Linked DNA regions of Canis lupus: region 2 is linked to region 1. The links are chromatin contacts, called in public Hi-C maps. All regions are on one chromosome and are shown on one strand. Each heading gives the region's core, a stretch centred on a gene start, on an enhancer-like site or on the middle of the called end of the contact. The rest is flanking DNA. Distances are from core to core; before and after follow the strand shown.

Region 1 (6,745 bases), core at 2,961-5,460:
AGTCTGGAGAGCATGCGTCTCTTGATCTAGGGGTGGTGAGTTTGATCCTGAAGTTGGGGGTAGAGTTTACTTTAAAATAGGTAAATAGGGCAGCCCGGTTGGCTCAGCGGTTTAGCGTCTGCCTTCAGCCTGGGGTATGATCCTGGGGACCCAGGATCGAGTCCCACATCGAGCTCTCTCCATGGAGCCTGCTTCACCCTCTGCCTCTGTCTCTGCCTCTCTCTCTCTGTCTCTGTGTAATAAATAGATTAAAAAATTTTAAAAAAATAGGCAAATAAAAATAGCTGTTTTAAAGGGGGAGAAAAAAAAAGAAATGCTTTCCACCTCACTCTTTTTGTGGCTCTGTCTCATCTTTCAGGTCTCAGCTGAAATATCCATGTATTTGCATATATTGTGAAATAATTACCACCGTAGGTTTAATTAACATCCACCATCTCGGGATCCCTGGGTGGCACAGCGGTTCAGTGCCTGCCTTTGGCCCAGGGCCTGATCCTGGAGACCCGGGATTGAATCCCACGTCGGGCTCCTGGTGCATGGAGCCTGCTTCTCCCTCTGCCTATGTCTCTGCCTCTCTCTCTCTCTCTGTGTGACTATCATAAAAAAAAAAAAAAAAAGAAAGAAACACTATATAAAAAAAAAATCCACCATCTCATATAGACCCAATAAAAACAAAAGAAAACAAATTTCTCCCTGTGATGAGAACTCTACTCTCTTAATATCTTCTCTATATACCATAACAGAGGTACTAACTATAGTTATCATTGTTGTACATTATATGCTAGTACTTATTTACCATATAGCTGGAAGTTTGTACCTTTTAACTACTTTCCCCAACCCCCCTTCTCCCATCCCACCCTTACTGTCTCTTGAATCTATATCTGCCCCTACAATCCTCATAACCACTGGCCTGGTTCAGGCTCCATCACCTCCAACCTAGATTTTCTGTAACAACTTCCCACCCAGGGGGCTGACCCGTCTCTAGTGCTCTTGTCACCATTCTTCACACAGCAGTCATGAAAATGAGGTTTTAAAATAAAAATCGTGTCCACCCTGCTTTGATGCTTCAATGGCCCCCTGCTACTTGCAGGAAGAATTTTACATACCTGAGGTCAGCATTCAAGGTCCATAGTGCTCTAGCTTCTGCGGGCTCCTCGGTAGTACCTTTCTGAGCCTCTCCTGCCTCCCCACCCACCCCTGCTACACACGACTGCACAAATGTGCCTACAGTTCCCCTAGCAAGTCACGCTGTTCTATCAGTTCTGCTTTTGTGAGATGTCCATCCTAATGGAATACAACTCAGTCACTCCAGCCCTTCTTGTGAGGAGCTCTCACCACACGCTGTACACTCATCAGAGCCCTTCTAAAGACTTGTCCGCCTTCCTACTGGCTCTGCAGCCCTCCAAGGCAGGGCCTGGATCCTGTGTGCCTACTCATACAATGCTGCCAAAATATTTAGTAGAGAGCACAGCCTCTGGAGTCAGGTGAGGTTTGATTCCTTCCACTACCTCTCACCAATCAAGGGACCTGAAACAGGTCTAAGCCTCAGATTCAAGATCTGTTCAATGAAGATAACAATAGTATCTATCTCATGGGTCATTTATCCACTTTTGTGAAGTTTTTTATTATTTTATTTTATTTATTTATTTATTTATTTTTAATTTTTATTTATTTATGATAGTCACAGAGAGAGAGAGAGAGAGAGAGAGAGGCAGAGACACAGGCAGAGGGAGAAGCAGGCTCCATGCACCGGGAGCCCAATGTGGGACTCGATCCCGGGTCTCCAGGATCGCGCCCTGGGCCAAAGGCAGGCGCCAAACCGCTGCGCCACCCAGGGATCCCCTATTTTTTTTTTTTTATTTATTCATGAGAGATACAGATTGAGAGGAGAGGCAGAGACATAGGCTCCCTCGCAGGGAGCCTGATGCAGGACTCGATCCTGGATCCGGGGACCACGACCTGAGCCAAAGGCAGGTGTCCAACCGCTGAGCCATCCAGGCATCCCACTTTTGTGAAGTTTAAATGAGATACATGTGAGGAGTTTAGTACAGTGAACAGATGACAGAGGCTCCCTAAATTCTTTTGAGTGAATAGATAAATGCCAGGATAAAGTATTGGAAGGCACCCAACTTCAAAGGCCCTCAATAAGTTTTGTTGACTAAGTGATGTACATGCAAAACAGACTCCATCACCTCCACAAACAAATGTTCAATGACTTCCCATTGCTCCGAGGTTAAAATATAGTCCTCTCAACAAAGCCCTCAAGGCCCTGTCTACACTGAACTCTACTTCTCCAGCCTGGCTGCCCTACACTCACACTACTGTTTCATGCCTCTTTGCCATGGCTCATACTCTCCCCTCTGCCTACAATGCCTGTCTTGCCCCTTTGTCCTGATTTTGGTGCTTTTCCTATGTACATTTACCTTCACATTTAATATATGGTTTTCTCATCTGTTTACATACATGCCTTTCTCTTCTGATAGAGGACAGGGACTCTGAGCCTTGCCATTATCTTTCAGCCATTAGTGTAAAGCCTGACAAACAATTAAGGCGAATAAAATATTTGTGTTGGATGAATGCATGTGGTGTGGAGGCAACAACTAGAGGGCTGGCATGGGCTGGATGGGGAAACTGATGCCAAAGTGGCTATCAGTGGCTTATTCTCAAAAGTGGTGGAACTTGCTGGATATGAAAACTGACCTTACCCCACCCCAACCATGAGCTGCTTCTGTGCCACAACATGAATTCCTCAGGGTCTTTGGTCTCCTGTAGATGGAATCTGACTTTCCAGATAAAGGATCTTCTGAGTCCTCAGGCATGAGGTGCCCAGCTCTGGACAGGGAGTAAACCACCAGGGATAAACCACATTGAAGGAATAAAACCTTGTGGTAGCTGCAAGAGGTTGCCACATACATTGACTTTCTCAGATCCCTAGGCTGGATTTTCCTCATCCTTTAAGATGAAGGAACCCAGGCCCAGGCATAAAGAAAAAGTATGCTCCTATCTTCCTCCCCCTTGGGCCAAGGCTACCCTTTTCCATATAGGGCTGTAAGTGGCTTGGGGACCTGAGGGCTAGTAGAAGGCAATGAAAGGGGAACTTGGCCAACTGTGCAGCTGCTGCTATAGCAGCCAGAGCCAAAGGAGGTCACCATTGATCCCACTTAGACTTCTTTCTGCTGAAGCAAGCTTGGGTAGAGTTGGCTAGGCGCGCAGAAGGAAGGGTTGGGGTGGGCAGGAATGGTGCTGGAGGCTGGGATGTAGCCACTTCCTGTCTCTGGGCCTCTGTTTCTCCAAGTGTAAAATGAAGGCGCACGGTGTAACACTCACCCCAGCAAGGCTGTTGAGGCTGGAGGATCACCGCTGGATGGGGGTGGGAGGTGGAGGGTGACCTTCCGATATAGGAACCAGGGAGAACAGCTCTGAGCAATGTCCAACGAGGGCAAGACAACACTGCATTTTGGGACCCCTTGAGAAGCAGCGGTAGACCGCCCCGCCCCCCGCAAGGGACCTCGGAAGTCCAGACTCCCAGCCCCAAGTCTTCCCGTTACCCGACTCTCGGGACCGGACGCGAGGTCCAGGCCCGGCCCTTCGAGGAGGTTCCTGGAAGAGGAGGACCAGGTCGTCGCCACTGCCCCGGCGTCGGGGAAGAAAGAGGAGGAGCCTCTCGGTGCCCCCGTCTCTGGGCCGCCCAGGACGGCGCGGGCTAGTCGGGCAACCTCAGCCCTCCAGGGTCTGCAAACCTCAAAGGCGCAAGCCGCCGGCGCCTCGGGCACTCGCCGGTCCTGCCGCACCCGGGCCCGCCCCCGGGCCCCGCCCGCGTCCCTCTCGTCCGCCTCTGGCCGGAAGCCCCCTCCCCCTCCCTCCGCCCTGTCCCCGCACCCTCTGTCTCCTCCCAGTCCCTCTCCCCGGGCGGGTCGGGGAAACCTCTCTCCGCCCCGTCCCTCCCCCTTCCTCCGTGCGGGCTCCTGGGTCCAGTCCCCAAACCCACGCCCGGCCCCGCCCCGGCCCCGCCCCCACAGGCCCCGCCCCCGCATCACACAGGCCCCGCCCCCGCATTCCCGCCAGGCCCCGCCCCTCGTTCCCCGCCCGGGCCCCGCCCACACACAGGCCCCGCCCCCTCGTTTCCCGCCCCGGCCCCGGGCCTCCCAGCGCCGCTACTCCCCTCCCCGGGCCCCGCCCCTTGGCCCCCGGAAGCCTCTCCCCGCCCCCAACCCCGCCCCCCCGAAGTTTCTTGGGCCCCCGGCGGCCCGCGGGACAGAGCGCAGAGAGCCGCCGCCCGGCTGCTGTGGATGGAGGTGGCGGAACCCGCGCGGCGCGGGGAGTGAGCGGCGGAGCGGCGGGGCTTGAGCGGACTCGCGATGGAGGAGGAGGTGAGGGCCGGGCCGGGCCGGGCCGGGCGGGGGTCCGGGGCTGGGGTCTTCGGGCCCCTCACTTTTGTTGAGGTCGCAGGCTCAGGCCCCTGTTCCCACCAGCCTCCCTCTCTCCGGACTCCGGACACCCACCCCCACCCCCACCCCCACCCCTCCCCGGGCAGAGCCTAGGCAGGAGGAGCAGGGGCCGGGGTAGGGTTCCGCGGCCCGCACTTCGCAGACCCAGCCTCCTCCGTTCTGTCTTTGGCTTCGCTCACCCACTGTGGGCATCGCGGTGGTTATTGTTCCCATTGGATTGACGGAGACACTGAGGCGCTGGTCAGTTAACGACTTGCTGGAAGTGGCTTGGGTTACTGGCCTCGAACCCGGTTACGGTTCACACCCCGTGCTGGCCAGGTCTGATCCTGGGGGGGTGGTCTGTTGGTTTTGGAGTCCCTGTCTCAAGATTCCTTGACCGTGTTCAGAAGTTGCCTTTCTCTCCCCTCTGTAAGTACCTGTGACCCTCTTTCCCCTGCTCTCTCCCTTGCCCCAGAGTCAGGCCCACATAGGGGCTGATCCAGGCCCGCGCCTTCCCCACGTCCTTGGGAGGGCCAACTCCCTGGAGCAGCTGGGAGACTGGAGCAGCAGTGAGGCCTCTTGATCTGTCCTCTTCCCCCTCAGGACCCTCTTAGTCTGGAGTAGGGTCAGGCACTCATGACCCCCTTACCCCTTCACTTGTAAACTCAGTTCTCCCAGCAGCCCCATCATAGAAGCACACAATGTGAGCACTTAATATATACCTGTGGAATGAATAAATTAGAGCCAGGACCTGCGGAGTCTCAAGGACTGCTTCTTGTCCCCTGAGGGGCTCTCAGCTTTTGCCCCTCCCAGCTCTAGGGAAGGGGATGTGTAGGCCGGGAAGGGTGGAGAGGAAAGATGAAGCTTTCACTCTTGGGGCAACCCTGGCCGGCTGGGGAGCCCTTGGTGGACCACATTGAATCTCCATCAGTTATACCTCCCCATTCCCCCGGGGCCACTGTTTGTCAGGGTTCCCTCTAGGCCAGGCCCTGCATTTCTGTGGGATGGTAGATAAGTCACTTCCCCTCTCAGCCTGCATTTCCTCTTCTATGAAATATAGGGCTTGGCCTCCTCTCCAGGTCTTGTGTGATTGTGTCCCCTTCCCTCAGAGTGGGTGGAAGTAGGGGGCAAAGTTAGGCCACTATGATTTGCTGTGGTTTCTTGCTGACAGGGGTGGGGCTGCCCTCCCCCATTCCAGGCCCCTGCTGAGGGTTGGACTGTCTGGTTGTGGCCCCTCCCCTTCTCCCAGAGGATGTGGGACAGGATTACTCCATCTCCTGATCTGTTCTGGCCCCCAATTAAGGGAAGTTCTCCTGGGGCCTCCTGGGCCGATGGTTTGTCTCGTGGTCAGCCCAGCCCAGCCCTGTACTCGCTCTGGTTCTGAGTTTCTAATATTGCCATTTACTGACTCCCAGATGCCAAGAGCTCCCCACATACCTGAGCCATCTAAGGTCTTGCTCACCTCCTCCCCTCATAGTCAGGGGCTCCCTATCTCCTACCTCCCCTTAGGCATTCCTAATTCTCTTCCTCCCATTTCTTCTAATCACTTCTTTTTTCTGTAAGTCTCAGTGCCCATCTTTGTTTCTCTAAACCACCTCTTAGATCATAGTCACCTGCTCTGCCCCATGACCTCAGGCTGGCCTCATCACCCTATTCCCACATAGCTGTTTTTACTCTCCCCCTAGCTTAGAGCTTCCTTCTGGTGCCCCAGCTACCCTGGTGCCAAGCCCCTTGAGCGTCAGTTGCCTCCTCTATGCAATAGCTTGGTAGTCCTCGTCAGTCTGAGGCTTACTGAAGAATTGTGGGTCTGGGCACTGGGCATTTGTGCCTTTGAGTTCTCAGGGCCTCAGTTTCCTCATCCATAAAATCAGAGAGGTGGGCAATCCACAAACGTGATGATACACATGCAAAAGTTTTTAAAACTGCAGATGTCGTGGGATATTGTTTTTGCCACTGGAGTAAGGTTGTAAAAGCCCAAACCAAGGCTTTCTTTCCTGTCTCTGCCCTGGGGTTCTCTCCTTGCCCCCCTTTCCCTCTCACAGTCATGACTTTCCTTGGCTCAGCCTCTAGTGGCTCCGGGCTGCCCATTTGCCCATATCCCTCTAGAGAGAGGCAGGGCAGTGTCCTGTCCCAGCCCTGGTTTTGTGACCTTGAGCTAATCTCTTGCCCTTTCTGGGCTATAGTTTTTCATTCGATAGTGAAGGGGTTGAGTATAGGGTCTTTGATACCTTTTGTGGCCTTCCTTTTCCTGTGGGTCACCCCAAGCCCTTACTACCAGGGAGCTAGGGCTGAGGTTTCCCTTTGGGTAGGTCCTGTGTTCC
Region 2 (6,421 bases), core at 1,605-4,104, 54 kb after region 1:
AAGGAACACACCACACAAAATCCAAAAATCTTAAAGTAAAAGACTGGTCATTTGAACACGTAAAAAAAAATTTTTTTAACCCAAATGGAGAAAATTATCAAAAAACAAAGCCAAAAGGCCACACGCTGGGAAAATAATGTGTAACAGAATGTCAGACAGAGAGCTAATTTCCTTAATATGCACATTTTAGAAGTCAATATGAAAAAGAGGTAACCAAATTTAAAAATGGGCAATTCACAAGGAAAGAAAAATTCTAGATGAACAGTAAATAAATGAATAGTTCTAGATGAACAGTAAATTACCTCCAGCATTTTGGAGGGCAATTTGGAAACAGTTACTATGGTAACGGTGGGCACAAATTCTTTGACACTTCTCCCATAAAGACAGGGGGTTGGTGATCCCTTCCTTTGAATTTGGGCCTGTCTTTAAATTCTCTGACCAATAAAATCTAGCAGAAGTGATACTATTTTAGTTCCCAGCACATCCCTTAACTTGACCAGCAGATTCTGCTTCCTGCCTCTTACCTAAACCTCCGTGACCTGCCATCACCATGCCATGAGAAGCCCAAACCACATAGGGAAACCCTGGAGGATATGACATCACTCGGAGAAAGAGGTCAAGAAGTGCTGAGGCCTTGTCATGTGAGTGATGAAGCCAGCTCGGCAGAGAAGCAAAGATAAACCATACAGCTGAGCCCTTCTGAATTCCTCACCTACAAAATTGTGAATAAAATAAAACAGTGGTTTTAAGCATTGAGTTTGGGGGTGATTTGTCGTACAGCAACAGATATCTAGAACAGCCATCCAAATTTAAAGTTACCGTTTGACCCAGCAATTTCACTTCAATATGAATCTAACCTACCAAAATGTTTGCACGATGTACAAAAACATCTGACCAAAGAAGTTCACTGCAGCAATGTTTGTAATAGATGGCACAAAACTAGAAACAATCAGTCTGTGCCTCATTAGGGGAAAAGCTAATATACCTAGTTCATGATATATATGGTACCTACTGAAAGCCTGAACCAAGAAAAGGTGCCATTTGCCGTCCTATAAGCCTAGAGTGACATAGAGCGGTTAAGAGCATGAATTCTGAAACTGTAAACCCTGGTTCCACCATCTGTGATCTGTGTGACTTTGGGAAAATTGTTTAACCTCTCTATCCTATCATTTCCTTATCAGTAAATTGAGGATGATAATCCTAGTACTTATTTCAGAGGGCTGTAGTGGGAAATAAATGTGTTAATATTATAAACCTGGCATGGATCTATGCAATATATACTTTAAGATGTGAAGAGCCTGAATTTAAATTGAGTTGGACCAGACTTTTAATATCCTTAAGGGACTGCAAAGCCAAGGCTCTGACAGATTGCCATCCTGAGACAGGCAGGGGAGATTTGACAAAGAGTTGAAGGCAGTGGTAGGAGAATGTTTTTAGAGAAATGGACACATGCTATGCTTCCTGTTCTGTTTCTTGCTATCTCTTAGACATACTTCCTACCTCAGCACTTACAGATCCATTCATTTCTTTCTTTCTTTCTTTTTTTTAAGATTCTATTTATTTATTCATGAGAGACACACACAGAGAGAGAGAGAGAGAGAGAGAGAGAGGCAGAGACACAGGCAGAGGGAGAAGCAGGCTCCATGCAGGGAGCCTGATGTGGGACTTGATCCCGGGTCTCCAGGATCACGCCCTGGACCAAAGGCAGGCGCTCAACCGCTGAGCCACCCAGGGATTCCCCCTTTCATTTATTTTTTAACAACTGTTCAGTATCGCCTTGTATGGTTTCATCTCAATTTATTTCACCATCCTCTAATTTTTTTCCCAGATTTATTGAGAAATAACTGACATACATTACTGTTTAAGTTTAAGGCATACAGCATGATGGTTTGATTTACATATATTACAAAATGATTACCAACCCCTACTGGTGGACTCTTGAGTTGTTTCCTACATTTACAGACAATTTTGCAGCAATTGTCCTTGCACATTTACTTTTGCCCTAGTACGGCTATTATTTCTGTGGTGTAGATTCTTCCAAATGGAGTTCAGGGTAAAGTATATGTACAATTAAAAAAAAAGATTGATAGTCAAATCGTTTCACTATCTGGTCCCATCCCCACTGCATTTGTTTTCACAATTCTACTGTCTCTTCGTATTTATTATTTTTTTTTAGATGGACTTTAGTATCATTTTGCAAAGTATTATCTGGCCTTGTTTTTGAATTGATACAGAGATGAATCAGCCACCATGTCTGTCTTGAAAAATTCAGTCTGGTAGAGATGAGGGGTGCAAAGTGGTATAGCGTTTGGGGCAGTAGCTGTAAAATAGTCACTCCATCAAGGCTAGAGCGCTGGCACAGAAGGCTGGACCCTGGGCTCTGGGAGCCCCCAGGAATGAGCAGCACTGGGGTCTGAGACAATCAGGGAGGTCTCCATCGAAGTTTCCTGCCTAGCCTTTGCACTGGCTACAGATCATTTTCTAGAACACTGACTCATTGAATTCTCACAGTAGCCCTTAGCATGCGGGAGTATTATTATCTCCACCTTCCAGATGAGGAAACTGAGGCCTGGAGAACAAAAGTCTTGCCCAGCTCCAGCCTCAAACTCTTAACTTCCCCTTTCCTCCCTTCGCTGGGCTTCTGCTCTCATGCCCCCAGCCCCAGCCCCTCCTGCCCCAACCCTGGGCAGCCAGAGCCCCGGGCTATGGGCCCTGCTTCTGGACAGAGGCTGGGAGGCAGACCCCACGGGTCCAGGTGGCACCCCGCCCCCTCCGCCCAGCTCTGCACCCGCGCAGCCTCGCCTCCCAGCCCACAGCTCCGGGTCAGCCCCGCCCTCCTCCAGCAAACACCTCCGGGAGATCAGGCCCTTGGAAGTTGGGAGTTGAGCACTTGCCCCGTGCTGCTGTGCATTAAATGCACGCTCCCCTGACGGGCACGCAGAGCCAACTGCCAGCTGTTCGGTGTGAATAGCGTTACTGTATCTGCGCTCGGGGGGGGGCAAGGCCTGAGGCTCTCGGGGGGGCCTTCGGCGAAGGGGAAGGTCAGGGGAGTGGGAACTCCGCCCGCAGTTCACTCCCCACCCCGGTCCTTACACCCCTGCAACTCTGCCCCCTTGCACCCCTTGCCCCCCGGGGGCCAAGTCCTTGCCTGGCGTTCAGCGATCTGCGCCGCCGTTCTGGGGAAAACCTCAGAAAACAGAGCAGCAGGAAGCCGGCGTGGGGGTCCAGCTCCGAGAGACTCGGAGCCCGCGGGAGGGACGCCGCTGCTCCGCGCGGAGCCGCCTCCGAGGCGGGCGGAGCCGGCCTAGCCCAGGTCAGGCCGCAGCTGCCGGGCCGCTCGCTCCGCGGGGTTGCCGTGCGCACACGGGAGGAAATTACGGTACTGGCCGCCCGCAGCTCTGGGCGGCTCTGGCGCCCCCGCGTGCCGGCCTCGAGAACTGCAGCTGGGCCGAGCGGAGCGGCTGCTGCGTGCCTCCCTCGCGTCTGGCTGCTTGCACTGTTTCCTGAGATTTTCCTCCCAAAACGCTTTCTTTCTGGGCGACAGAGAGAGAGCACCCTAGAGTCAGGGTGCCCCAGGGGACGCAGACCGAAGAGACATATTTGGCCTCACCTGGGGGTTGCAGCGCCAGGTGGACCACCCTACGTCACCTTGGTCTTCGGAAAAGGCACACCTGGATTCCACTCTCAACTCTCCTGTTCGCAGTGTCCCTGGGCGAGTCATTAACCTCTGCGCTTCACTTGCCTTCTCTGTAAAACGGAGCTCAGATTTACTAGTTCTTGCCCCACGGGGTTATCAAGATGATTCAGTAGGGATAGGTGGCAGGTAATAATTACCACCATAATGAGTCACTCATTGTGCGCCGCTGACTGCTCTAGGTATTTTGAAATGACCCTATAAAAAAGGATCATCCATAGGTGAAGACATTGAGATTTAGTGATTTGCCCAGAGTCACACAGCTAGAGAGTGGCAGAGCTGGGACTAGACTCAGGAAGACATGAGTAGCAAGTGTTGGGATGTGTAGATGGGGTCTAAGTTTTGACGTTTGGGGGGCGGGCTGAAAAATAAAACAGCCCTGCCTTCCTTTGTGTAGTTAATCAATGTTTTCTTCTTCTAATGAATTATTCATCCTGTCTTAGTACAATACTTTCCTGGGCAGGGAGTAAAGGACCATCCAGGCCTACTTCCTTGTGAACAGATGGGCAGAGACTTTTCCAGGGTCACAGAGTTGGGCACTGCAGAACAAACAAGGTTGGAGCTCACTCTTAGCCCTGTGCTAGGGCTGCTTCCATCTACCTTTCCCTTCTGGGTAAGCAACACTAAAACTACCCATTCCAGTAGTGGCACCTCTCCAGGGGCTGTCCACTGGCTACTCCTGACCCTACTTGGTCAGAACCCTCTGCCATTCCCATCTCCAGGCATTCCAGGCCTCTATCCCCTTGAAGGGCTGATGCTCCAAGCAGAGAGACCAGTTCAGCCTCTGGCTTCCAAGAGCTGGCACCTGACCAGTAAATATTTTGCCATTGTGTGTGTGTGTGTCTTTTTTCCTTTTGTTAGAATGGGGCTAACTGGGACATCTGGGTGGCTCAGTTGGTTAATCGTCTGCCTTGGGCTCAGGTCCTGATCCCAGGGGTGGGGTGTGAGGTGGGGGGGGAGTTCTGGGATAGAACCACATGTTGGGCTCCCTGCTGAGCAGGGAGTCTGTTTCTCCCTCTTCCACTGCCCCCTCCCCTGCTCACGTTCTCTCTCTCTCTCTTTCTCTAAAATGAAATGAAATGAAATGAAATAAAATAAAATAAAGAATGGGGCTAGTTAGCTGTGGTAGATACACTTGTGGTGAGCATAGCATAACTTTATAAACTGTCTAAACTTGTCCAATCATGATAATGTTCATCTGAAACTAATGTAACATTGTGTGTCAGCTATACTCAACTATACTCAAAAAAAGAAGAAAGAAAGAAAGAAAGAAAGAAAGAAAGAAAGAAAGAAAGAAAGAGAGAAAGAGAAAGGAACTAACATATAATGAGTGATTCCCAGTGTCATCTTTGAGTATATAAATCATGGCTATATTTTTCTTTGTATTTTAACCTTTTTTTTTTTTTTTTGGTAATGAACAAACATTACTTCATGAATAAGACAAGGAATAAAAGTTGTCTTAAAATTGTCTTAAGGCAAATGCCAATAATCATAAAGAAAATGAGCTAGAAATAAGAACAGATTGTTCTCAGGACAATAAAAAAGGAAAATGGCTTTTAAACATAGACAAGAGAACCAGCTTTGCTTGTAATGACAGAAACAAAAATTAAAACTACACTGAGTTACCATTTTTTACCTATCAGATTGGCAAAAATCCGAGTGTGACAGCATGTTCTGTTGGGAAAGCTATGAGGAAACAGGCACTCTCATACATTGCTGATGAAGTGCAAAATAGTACAGATTCTGTGGAAGGGATTTGGCAATCACTAGCAAAATCACATGTACATTTACCCTTTAACACAGCAACCCCACTTCTAAGAATAGATCCCATAGATGCACTGGTTAAAAAAAAAAAAAAAGCCAAATGATACATGCACAAGGCTGTTCATTGTAACTCTATTGTAATAGCTGAAGATTGGATATAGGACATGTGTCCATCAGCAGGGACTGGTCAACTAAGCCACACAATGAAGGACACGAAACTGCAAAAGGGACAAGGAGGATTGTGACATACCACAGCAGAGAGATCGCCCGGGTGGGTTCTGTGAGTAAAGCAATGTGGGTGTCCACACTAGGCACATCTGCAGAGACAAGATAGAGTAGTGGTTGCTGGGGGCTGTGGTGGTGGCAAAAGTGGGGTGAGAGCTAAAAGGTATGGGGTTTCTTTTTTTAGGTGATGAAAATGTCCTAACATTTAATGGTGATAATAATACAACTCTGAACAATACTAAAAACCACTGAATTGTACACTTACATGTGTGATTTGTATGGTGTCTTATATCTCAATAAAGCTGTTATAAAAAAAAGGTGAGATGAGACAGTTGTGTATGTTATTGTAGGAAAGGAAAAAAATATACCTATGTCATGTTACATATACATACGTGTGATTGATTTAAAGAATATAAGGGGAGAAAAAAAAGAATATAAGGGGGGGCGGCCTGGGTGACTCAGCGGTTTAGCGCTGCCTTCAGCCCAGGGTGTGATCCTGGAGACCCCAGATGGAGTCCCACGTCGGGCTCCCTGCATGGAGCCTGCTTCTCCCTCTGCCTTGTGTCTCTGCCTCTCTCTCTGTGTCTTTCATGAATAAATAAATAAAATCTTAAAATAAATACAAAAAATAAAGATTATAAGGGTAAGCAACAAGAAAAGGTTATTGTGTCAGCCAGGATTCAACTGAAGAGCAGAATCACTCTGAGATTACAGGATGGGGGCTTTATTATAGTAATT

The links. Hi-C and Micro-C count contacts between places; a contact is called where the count stands out from the background.
Region 2: a Hi-C map of blood shows a contact between it and region 1, with 5 times the contacts expected there. The contact joins the enhancer-like site here to the promoter of PLEKHO2 in region 1. A contact is called at or near these places in 5 of 9 Hi-C or Micro-C datasets (amygdala and blood).

Annotation. Positions count from the first base shown.
Region 1 is chr30:29,660,565-29,667,309 of UU_Cfam_GSD_1.0, forward strand. It overlaps PLEKHO2 (pleckstrin homology domain-containing family O member 2), which reads left to right and starts at 4,211. Exons shown (of 5, transcript XM_038580711.1): 1 at 4,211-4,367. The coding sequence starts at 4,356.
Region 2 is chr30:29,715,642-29,722,062 of UU_Cfam_GSD_1.0, forward strand. No RefSeq gene overlaps it. Among named protein-coding and RNA genes, the nearest start is that of ANKDD1A, 12 kb to the right of the region's middle. Within about 2 kb of position 2,855, at least 12 of the 20 cell types and tissues checked have an H3K27ac peak or open chromatin away from gene starts, as enhancers often do. A contact at or near this core is called in blood, where this site is marked.